Regions from separate parts of the Mus musculus genome. Here all the other regions are linked to region 1. The links are chromatin contacts, called in public targeted proximity ligation maps. All regions are on one chromosome and are shown on one strand. The core of a region is the stretch at or near the end of the contact, and the rest is flanking DNA. Distances in the headings are between cores, read along the strand shown. Region 1 overlaps Glis3 (GLIS family zinc finger 3). Region 2 has its middle 26 kb from the start of Gm35922. Region 3 overlaps Glis3 (GLIS family zinc finger 3).

Evidence for each region.
Region 2: a contact with region 1 is called in a targeted proximity ligation map of pancreatic cancer cells. A contact is called at or near these places in 2 of 484 Hi-C or Micro-C datasets (the AML12 cell line and nephron progenitors) and 1 of 130 datasets of targeted methods (pancreatic cancer cells).
Region 3: a contact with region 1 is called in a targeted proximity ligation map of pancreatic cancer cells. A contact is called at or near these places in 4 of 484 Hi-C or Micro-C datasets (the MC3T3-E1 cell line, the STO cell line, cortical neurons and 1 more), 1 of 130 datasets of targeted methods (pancreatic cancer cells) and 2 of 9 other capture datasets (embryonic stem cells and pancreatic islet).

Annotation. Positions count from the first base shown.
Region 1 is chr19:28,517,050-28,520,066 of GRCm38.p6, forward strand. The region is part of intron 4 of Glis3 (GLIS family zinc finger 3); the gene reads right to left. Among named protein-coding and RNA genes, the nearest start is that of Gm35866, 150 kb to the left of the region's middle.
Region 2 is chr19:28,732,582-28,735,421 of GRCm38.p6, forward strand. No RefSeq gene overlaps it. Among named protein-coding and RNA genes, the nearest start is that of Gm35922, 26 kb to the right of the region's middle.
Region 3 is chr19:28,297,951-28,300,857 of GRCm38.p6, forward strand. Glis3 (GLIS family zinc finger 3) reads right to left here. Exons shown (of 11, transcript NM_175459.6): 8 at 828-996. Among named protein-coding and RNA genes, the nearest start is that of Gm35866, 65 kb to the right of the region's middle.

The sequences.
Region 1 (3,017 bases), core at 207-2,706:
TAAGTATAGCAGGAGCCCATCAAGACACTTGGCAGTACCATTCCTTTGGGATACAATAATTTTTTTTATTTTTATTTTTATTTTATTTTTTTGGCAATCCCTATTACTCACTGATGGTAATTAGCAAGGCAATCTTTGGAGGAAATATACAATCAGGCAACTAGAAATGCCTTCTATGGAACTCTTTGAAAATAAATCATTGGCAGTACAAATGGTCGATATGTACTCTTAATTCAGAACTAAATTGCCCATTGATTCACCAAGATCTATGCTCTTGACCCTATGGTCTAGAAATTCATTTTTTTTCTTAAGTTCTGAATTCAAGGAAAGTTGCGGGTGGCACAGTTGTTGATTTTGATTTAACACCTCAATCGAGTAAGCAATTAGAGTGATTTCTCCATTATTTGCTCAGAGTGTACAGTGCCTTCCTTGACTGGTTCCGTCATAAAGACCCCATTCTGTGGACACAGCATAAAATCAGGGTCACAATCTAAATGCAACCTTCCAGGAACACACAATGGGACAGGATCAGGCTGACCCAGACAGCCGGAGACGTTGGAGTCCTCACCAGCAGTGGGTGAGTACACTAGGGTATGTATTGCTGTAGGAAATGCTAGTTACCAGGAGGAAACAGCTTCAATACACTCGGACTTTGCCCCCATGAACGCCAGAGCTTCCCACCTCTGTTCAAGATGCAGTTCCAGGCTTTCAGAAACAAGAGCTTGCTTTGCCACTACTGTGCTTTTACAACAATTGTATCCAGCACACCTCCCACTAACACCTTAGACAAGTTTCGACAAGTACAGCTGAATCACTTGAGATGGGCCAAAAGGTCAGGGCCCTGAAACTTTGTCAGCATGATTATCTAAAGCCACTGGAAAGCACTCCATGCATCTGAGAGAGCAGGTCGGCTTTCTATCACACAAAAGCAGCTTTGTTTCTGCATATGTGACGCCTCTTAATTAGAATCAATGATTTTTTTTTTATTGCCGATAAGCCTGTTTGCCTAGCTCCATTTTCCTAAAACACTTTAAACATTTCTAAGAAGGGTGAATGTCGGTGGAACACTGAGATAGGCCTTGAACCAGGGCTGTGGTTTTTGCATGCTGTTTACAATTTGTCATCTGTAGGGATAATTCTGCAAGTTTAAACACACTAAAGGACATATTATAAAGAGTCAGGCAATTTCGTTTTGTTTGAATGTAATGGTGGAAATGTACCAAAATTGCCCATAGAGGTTCACTGACATTCTTTCCTTGAGTACGTGCCAGTTCATGACTGAAAGCAAGCGTTCAGAGAACATAAGAACATTTAGGACCACAGTGTGTGTATCAAACAGGCTACTTTATGAACAGCTGGGAAATGCTGTGTTTCAGGGCCCTTGGCGAAGTAGCTGTAACACCCAAATTTCTTTGCTCCATAGTGAATGTCTTGGTGATTCATCTGTGACATTGCCCTCGATAATGACAGGATATTCCTCAGGGCAAGAGCCTGTGGGACAGGAAAACACCACACAGCCTCAGGGGTTAGAAGATGATGATCAACCGCAAATCATGCACCCAGAACATGTAATTAGGATAAGGTGGGGGGGAAACTGAGTAATCCATATGAGATAAGGAGAGTTTCCCAGCGGTGGTGATCAGATGCCAATGGAATCTTTGGAAAGCAAAAATGAGGGGGAAAGACGGATGGCCTGGGAAAGACTTAGCAAACTGAAAAGCAAACTTTCAAGGCTAGCACTGATTAAAAGGAATATTCCCTTAAAAACCAACCAACCAACCAACCAACCAGTGTGATGAGATGTGGTCAGCACCCTCACAGGAAACTCAGAGTAAACTGACGGAAGTGCCCCTTCTCCTCAAGAGGTCAGAAAAGACCTGCACAGGGAGAGGAAATGAGGGGCGATTTTGGCTCCAAAAACTGATACCTCCCAAGTTTTCTCCTGAGTCCACGGGGAGACCACACTCCCAGCCTCCCTTGCAGTTGTTTGTTATACACCACGTGCCTGAGTCCTGCCCAATGATACGAAGGAAGAAACGCATCACTCTGTAATAATCATTAGGATCTCCTTCATAGTGGGCTCAGGTTGCCACACCCATACTGAAGGATCCTGAGTTACTGCACAACTGCAAAAATGCTGTATTACAACCTGGAAAATAAATAAACTTTTATTATACCAAGCCAGAGATCCAAAACTGTCCGCGACCGTGTGCAATCATCTCAACATCTTTTACAATACTCCCCGCTCTTATCTGTTGCCTTTTCAGATCACTGCCTAAGGGCGATGCACACCTCTCCTGTCCCCTGTCCTCCCCCATTACCTATCCCAAGCTGGCCTCAAACTCCCCAAGCTCCTGCAGAAGCCTTGGAAGTACTAGGATTGCAGATGTACATCACCACACCCAGCCCTCACCTCATTCTTGAACAAGGTGATTTCAGAAACTGTCAGAAACACTGGGAAACTGGCCAACTCTCTCTCATAGCTTACCCAGCAAAAAGCAAGGTGCTGCTGTCGTGTGGAAGGGGAAGAGAACACGCTCTTCATTCCAAAAGTTAGGTCAAAATAGTTTACTTATTTTTAATACTTTATTCTGGAAAATGCTAAGTATCTTACACAAGTAGAAATAACAGAGCAATGAACCTCAATGTATTGAGCAGCTAAATTTCATGTGGGGTATGGTGTGTGTGTATGTCTGTGTGTGTTAAGGTCTGTTACATATTAATTATTGAACTATGGCAGGACCTAGTGTACACAGTGAATGGGTATGTAGTAGAAGAACATATTCCGAGTCTCAAGACCCACCGGTTATTTTTAAGGAGTGCTGTGAGGATTAAATTAACCTAACAGTTCACAGCAAAATCATTTTCTTTCCCCTCCATTTCCCTGGAGGAATTTTAGGTTGAAGGGAGAGGTTTAGTGTGTCCTTCCTTCCTTGTCAAAACTCAGTTCCCTCTGGGAAGGCCAACACTCTGAAACTTTTCTCAGACACTGGCTGTTCTATGCATGGATGTATCTT
Region 2 (2,840 bases), core at 105-2,604, 220 kb after region 1:
TCGTATTGTATCTAATAGTCACTGTCCCACGACTGAGGTTTTGGCCTAGAGAGGAGGGAAACAGGGTCCATGGATTTAAAATTTTCCCCTGCCCCTTTGTTAATAATAAATATGGTAAGTTGCATATAGACATTTTTTTCCCATTTATATCCAAAGTCATTTTTAAAATGACATGTTAAAGAATAACATTTGAACTTTAAGAGCCATAGCCACACACAGTTTTAAAATATGGAGGGAACCATCAAGACATTAGGCAAAAAGAGATTAAAGCAGTTGACTCGAGGGAATGGAAACTTGAAGAGGGAAGACATGAGAGAGGGACTGTGTAGTTGGCATTTTGGGGTTGTTTTGTTTCATTTTTTTTTCTTGTTGTTTTAAGCATCAGAGAACAATTTAACTACAAAAGAATACTGCTTTGATAGAAATGAAATTTAAATTCAAAAAGAATATTCAATGTCCTAAAAGGGTGGAATAAAATACAAGGGGGTCTCGGATATTTCTTTCAAAGCAGTGAGATCTAGAAGGCAGAAAATAGCTACAGACACAGAGGAGCCGGGTGCTGCAGTCAGCTTCCTTGCTCTAACACTTAGAGAACTTGACATCCAGACAAGGAAAGTCAGCACAGATGTATCGCGTCCTTGGCTGCAAAGAAAACCTCAAGAAAACATGAAGAGCGGGGCTTTTATGGGCTCTGTTTTCTAATAAGAACCCAATAAGATTAGAAATAAATGATATATAAAGTGAGCTTTGGAAATTTAGAAAATTCTTTTTCTCTCTTGATGCAGCCTGGCTTTCAACAGCTCTTTCCCCCTGGGGATACACAACATAAAAAGCTTCATTTGACAGTCAAAGCTGAGTGATGACTTTGGCGTTCTAGCCAGTGACTGTCCTGCCCCTGAAGCATTGAAATTCATTGATTAAAAGGAGAGGAAGCCATATGGCATCTTGATTTAAAGAGAATAAAAAATACATTAAATAATCCCTAAAATATCATATACATTATTCATAAGCGTGGCCATTACTTTACATCCACGGTCACAAGCCATCAGTCAACTGATGGAAAGATGCAGAATTGCCTGTCTCTGTTGTACATCTATAACATCTTTGGCCAGCTTCCCTGTGCTCCTAGTTAGCACCAAGGCAACAAGATTTACTAATGGACAGGGTTTCCTGGCATGGTGGAAAGGTCTTTAAAGTATATAGAGCACTTCTCAAGGTGATGTTCCTGATACAGACATTTTCCTGAGCCCAACTTCAGACCATCTGAATCAGAGGACCTAGAGGATGTAGGCATGGGGTGCATGCAAATTACACGTAAGTGAAGCCTAAGAGTCTACACTTCCTGGTGAGCTGGCAGTGGGTGTTTGTCTGTGCCAAAGTGTGATTTTCCACCATCCACCAACATTAGTCATCTCAGATAATACTGACTGTATGAAAGTCATGAACGGCAGTCAACTCTGTGGTAGCGACTGGACTGAGTGGAGGGTTTGGTGGATTCACAGCATAAGCCCTAATGAACGTCTCGAGAATAACTACCTGGCAAGCTTGGAACAGAGCTATTTGTGGGGTTTGCTTTTAATTAAATTTCATCACGGCTCATTAGCCGTTCTCGGAGCAGGAGCAGCAGGCATATTTAGGAGGTGTAGTCTCACCTCAGGTGCTCATTGCTCTCAAGGATCATCAAAGAGGATGCGTCCCCAAATAAAGGAAACTACTTTAAAAAATAATGTAAAACATTCATAAGTCTTTTATCATTTACCTAAAGAAATCCGAGAGTACCGGAACAACAACGAACAAACAAAGCTGGCCACAGAGGCACACACTGCTAATCTCAGCTCTGAGGGGGCAGAAGCAGGCAGATCTCAGAGTGTGGGGTCAACTTGGTCTACAGAGCCAATTCCAGGGCAGACCTGGCTACACAGAGTAACCCTGTCTCAAAAACAAGAACAACAAAAGAAGTTCGTAAGCTTCTCAGACAAATGAACAGGAGTGCTTGAGCGACTATGTTAATTGTAGGACAGCTGATCGCAGCAACAACTACGATCAGTGTCAGTATCTTTATCAATATGATTCATCTGCGTATACAAAAAATAATGTTGACTGAAGAATTCAAAATTTCAGGTAGAGAGTGGGAATAAATTTGGAAGCTCTGTTGTATAACATGGAAAGTGGTTGAAACGATATATTACAGTCCACCCTAAAAAACCTAAGAGAACAAATTTTAAATGGTCTTACTACAAGGATTATGACTTTGGGAAGTAATGCCTGTTAACAAAGTAGCTATTTCACGCAGTTGCATTTTTAAACATTTAAATAAAATTAAGCATTTTGTCTGTCAGTTTAAAGCACCTCTTAATCTTCAAAACAAATAAAACAAAGTTTCAGGGGGCTGGAGCAATGCCTCAGTGGTTAAGAGCACTCTTTGCTCTTCCAGAGGACCGGAGTTTGATTCTCAGAACCCAGCACCAGCACAGTAGCTTGCAGCCATCTGTTTCCAGAAGTCATGTCCTTATCGAGCCTGTCGGTACTGCCTGCACGTGGTACACAGACTTGCAGAGGCAAAGAGCACCTACCCATTACACATAAAATAAAAATAAATAAATTATATAAACTGAATTCCAGATAATCATAGACTAGTAACACCTGAAGGCTGTGTGTTAGGGTCTTGGGCTCCAGCCTGCAGCACAGGAACTTCTGAGGTAGTGCAACTTCTAGGAGATATGGGGCAAAGGGAAGGAAGTTGAGGCATTGGGAACATGGACTTGAAAGGGCTATCGGAACCTAGTCCCTTCCTCTATCTCTCTGCCTTCTGGATGCCAAGAGAAGAGTAGTGTCTTCAG
Region 3 (2,907 bases), core at 26-2,525, 220 kb before region 1:
TAAAAATAACACAGAACATAGAGTTCTTTAACCACAGAAATTCCTTATACCAACCAAAGGCATTGCGTGAACAGTCGCTTTCTGATCAGTCACATAACATCTTCTGTCACCTTATAATCTTTTCCCATCGTGCTCCAGTTGGGAAATGAACTACTGCCCATGGCCTGTGTGTTGAGGCACTGCCCTGGCACCTCCTTGAAGTGCTCTGAGGAAGTGGGGCCTAGTGGAGGGACTTTAGGGGCAATTGGGAATATTGTCCTTTTCTGTCTCTCTACTTCCTAGGCATCAGGAGGTGAAGAGGCCCCCTCTGTCACATGTTCCCACCTGATGAGCCCAAAGCAGCATCCAGTGACTATAGGCTGAGTTCTCTGAAACCATGAGCCAAGACCAACTTTCTTCTTTTTTGTGCCCAGTCATTCTGTCAATAACAGAAACACGCCCAGCACACAAACTTGCATTGCTATCTGTGAAACTATGGTACCATTCCTATCCAGAGAACTCCTCAACTCACTGGTAACTGAGCCCCAAAGCAAGATGGAGAGAGGTGGCAACTGTTGGTCATTGCGATACAGTTTCCAGGTCCTGACACCTGAGCTGTCCACTGCCGGTATCATTTCATTTATTACACACACACATATATATAAAATGTAACAGATAATGAGATATTTGGTCCACATACTTGGTGTATGTTACTTTTAAAATGTCACCCCTGGGTAACTCAACCCACCAACAGATTATTAATAAAATTCAGCAACTGTCAGAGCTCTTCTCGGTAGAGGGAGGCTTGGCGGCGACACCTATTATGAGAGAGCGACAGATGGCCTTACCTCTCAGCGCCTGCGTCCACAGCTGTGAGTGGAGGTAACTGGGAGGAGGGGTTGTGGGGGCTCCCCTGTACATTATGTCCTGGAGAAGGGTGACTGACAGGATGTGGGGGTGGCCCAGCCCCAGCAGCTGTTCCACTTCGAGTTGAATGATTGCTGGCGAAAATGGGAGCTGAAAAATCAAGAGAGAGGCAGCATGAGCTGGTGCCCTGAAGGGGGCCCACATTTTAAACACCAAAGCTGACAGCGAGCATATTTCAGGGGCTTGTTTGTTTTTCTCTGAGTGCCTTTTTGGGAACAGTTCTCCCCTTCCTGGATACACACAGCTTTTGTTTCTATGGTGGAACAGGTTCCCTGGCTCTTGTGCCTTCACCGCCATCTCGGGAGCTCCGTCTGAACTTGCCCCAGGTTCACCTTGGCCTCTGAAGTGCTGTGTGCCCTTGCCAGCTCCCTATCTGGTCATTACAATTAATCTTGTGCTGTTTGCTTCTGAGCAAAGGTTTCTGTGTGCTCTTCAGTCACAGAGGATGTTCGTTGCATAATGGCATGTTCAGTCAGCTGACTTGCAAGGCGCTCGGCATGGCCCTTCTACCTCTTCTCGCTGTGCAGCAAGATGCTGTGGGCCAGGCCTCGGCTTTCTCTGCCATTGCCACACGTCAGCACAAAGACAACAGAAACCACCTGACTGCAGCCAACACAGGGTCCTGGACTCTGAACTAAGAGCCTGAGAGAGAGAGAGACTGCAGACATTTCCATGATGCTGTGATGAACCCTCGCTCTCATTCCAAAGAGGCCCTCATACATAGCTCTGGCTCTGTTCCCACCACTGTCCCTCACACACGGAGGGTGACTCAGAGCCTCGTTCTTGGGGCAGCCTCACCTTTGAGCACTGGAAAGGACGTCACACTTTCCTGTGTGCCCATTTACATGAGCTAATTGGTAAGACGTTGCCTGATAGCTGAGGCTTGTCACTTCCAAAGTCACTTGTATCAGAGAGGAAGGACCCTTACTGTGGGGGACCTACTTGGCAGACATCTCATTAGGCTGTAATCAGGCGACAAGATTACCAGTGATGCCCTTCACTTCCTTCTTGGTATACAACTCTGTTCTATGCCCATTTCTGCCCCTTTTAAGCTTTACTAATATCAAAGAACAAGTGGATTTTTTTTTAATTAAAGAAATCAAGTTCAGGATTAAGAAAGTCATATTATCAAAAAGATCTGAAGGTTGAAGAGTTCAGGGAGTTGTATTTTTAGACCAGTATCACTTTCACCCAACCTCACCAGGATAGAATTAAGACCCCAGATGACCCAGCCCCCAAAGGACTGATCCAATGGCATCGGAGTTCAAGGACTTACAGGAGCCTGTGAAGAGGCAAAATTACCATCTTCCCGCTCAAAAAGCTACTGACATGGGTGTGATCTCATTTGAAGGGTTTATTTTTGGTAAATCAGCATCCTGTCAGGTTCACTCCTATCCTCAGAAACCTTCAACCTTCCACAGTCCTCTAAGTCCTCAAGTGGCAGCGAGGCCAGAAAGTGCTTACCGGTTCAAAAAGTCAAGCCCAGGCTTCTCTTGTGCACGTCAGCTTCCATGAAAGTGACGCGTCTGCAAACTCGCTGGAGTCACCTTATGAATCACTGCCCTCATTTGTGCCCTGCTGGCTCAGGGAACCACAATTCTGCCTGTATTCCCCATAATAATGTGGCCCAAGGGAGAAGGTTGCTTGGATGGGCTGTAGCAATAGTTAGTTTCAACACTGGTGTTTGTCAGCATGAAGCCTGGGTTTTAAATAGTGCTCTAAAAATGAACGGGATAATAGGTCACAGAAACCTGACCGTGAAACACAGCTACCTTTAAGAAACTCTGCTTTAGGTATAGAGACAACAGCTTTCTTTTATTTTGTAATTGTGGCTGAACATACCCATCGCTTATTCATGCCTAGAGATATTTTTGTTTGTATGTGCTTACATTTATTACAAGGGAAGTGCTGCCCTTACTGTTTATAACCTCGTGGGCAACAGGGCAACTTGGTTGCACATGCGAAGTTTTCGATATGGTTCAACAGAAAATAGGGTGTTTC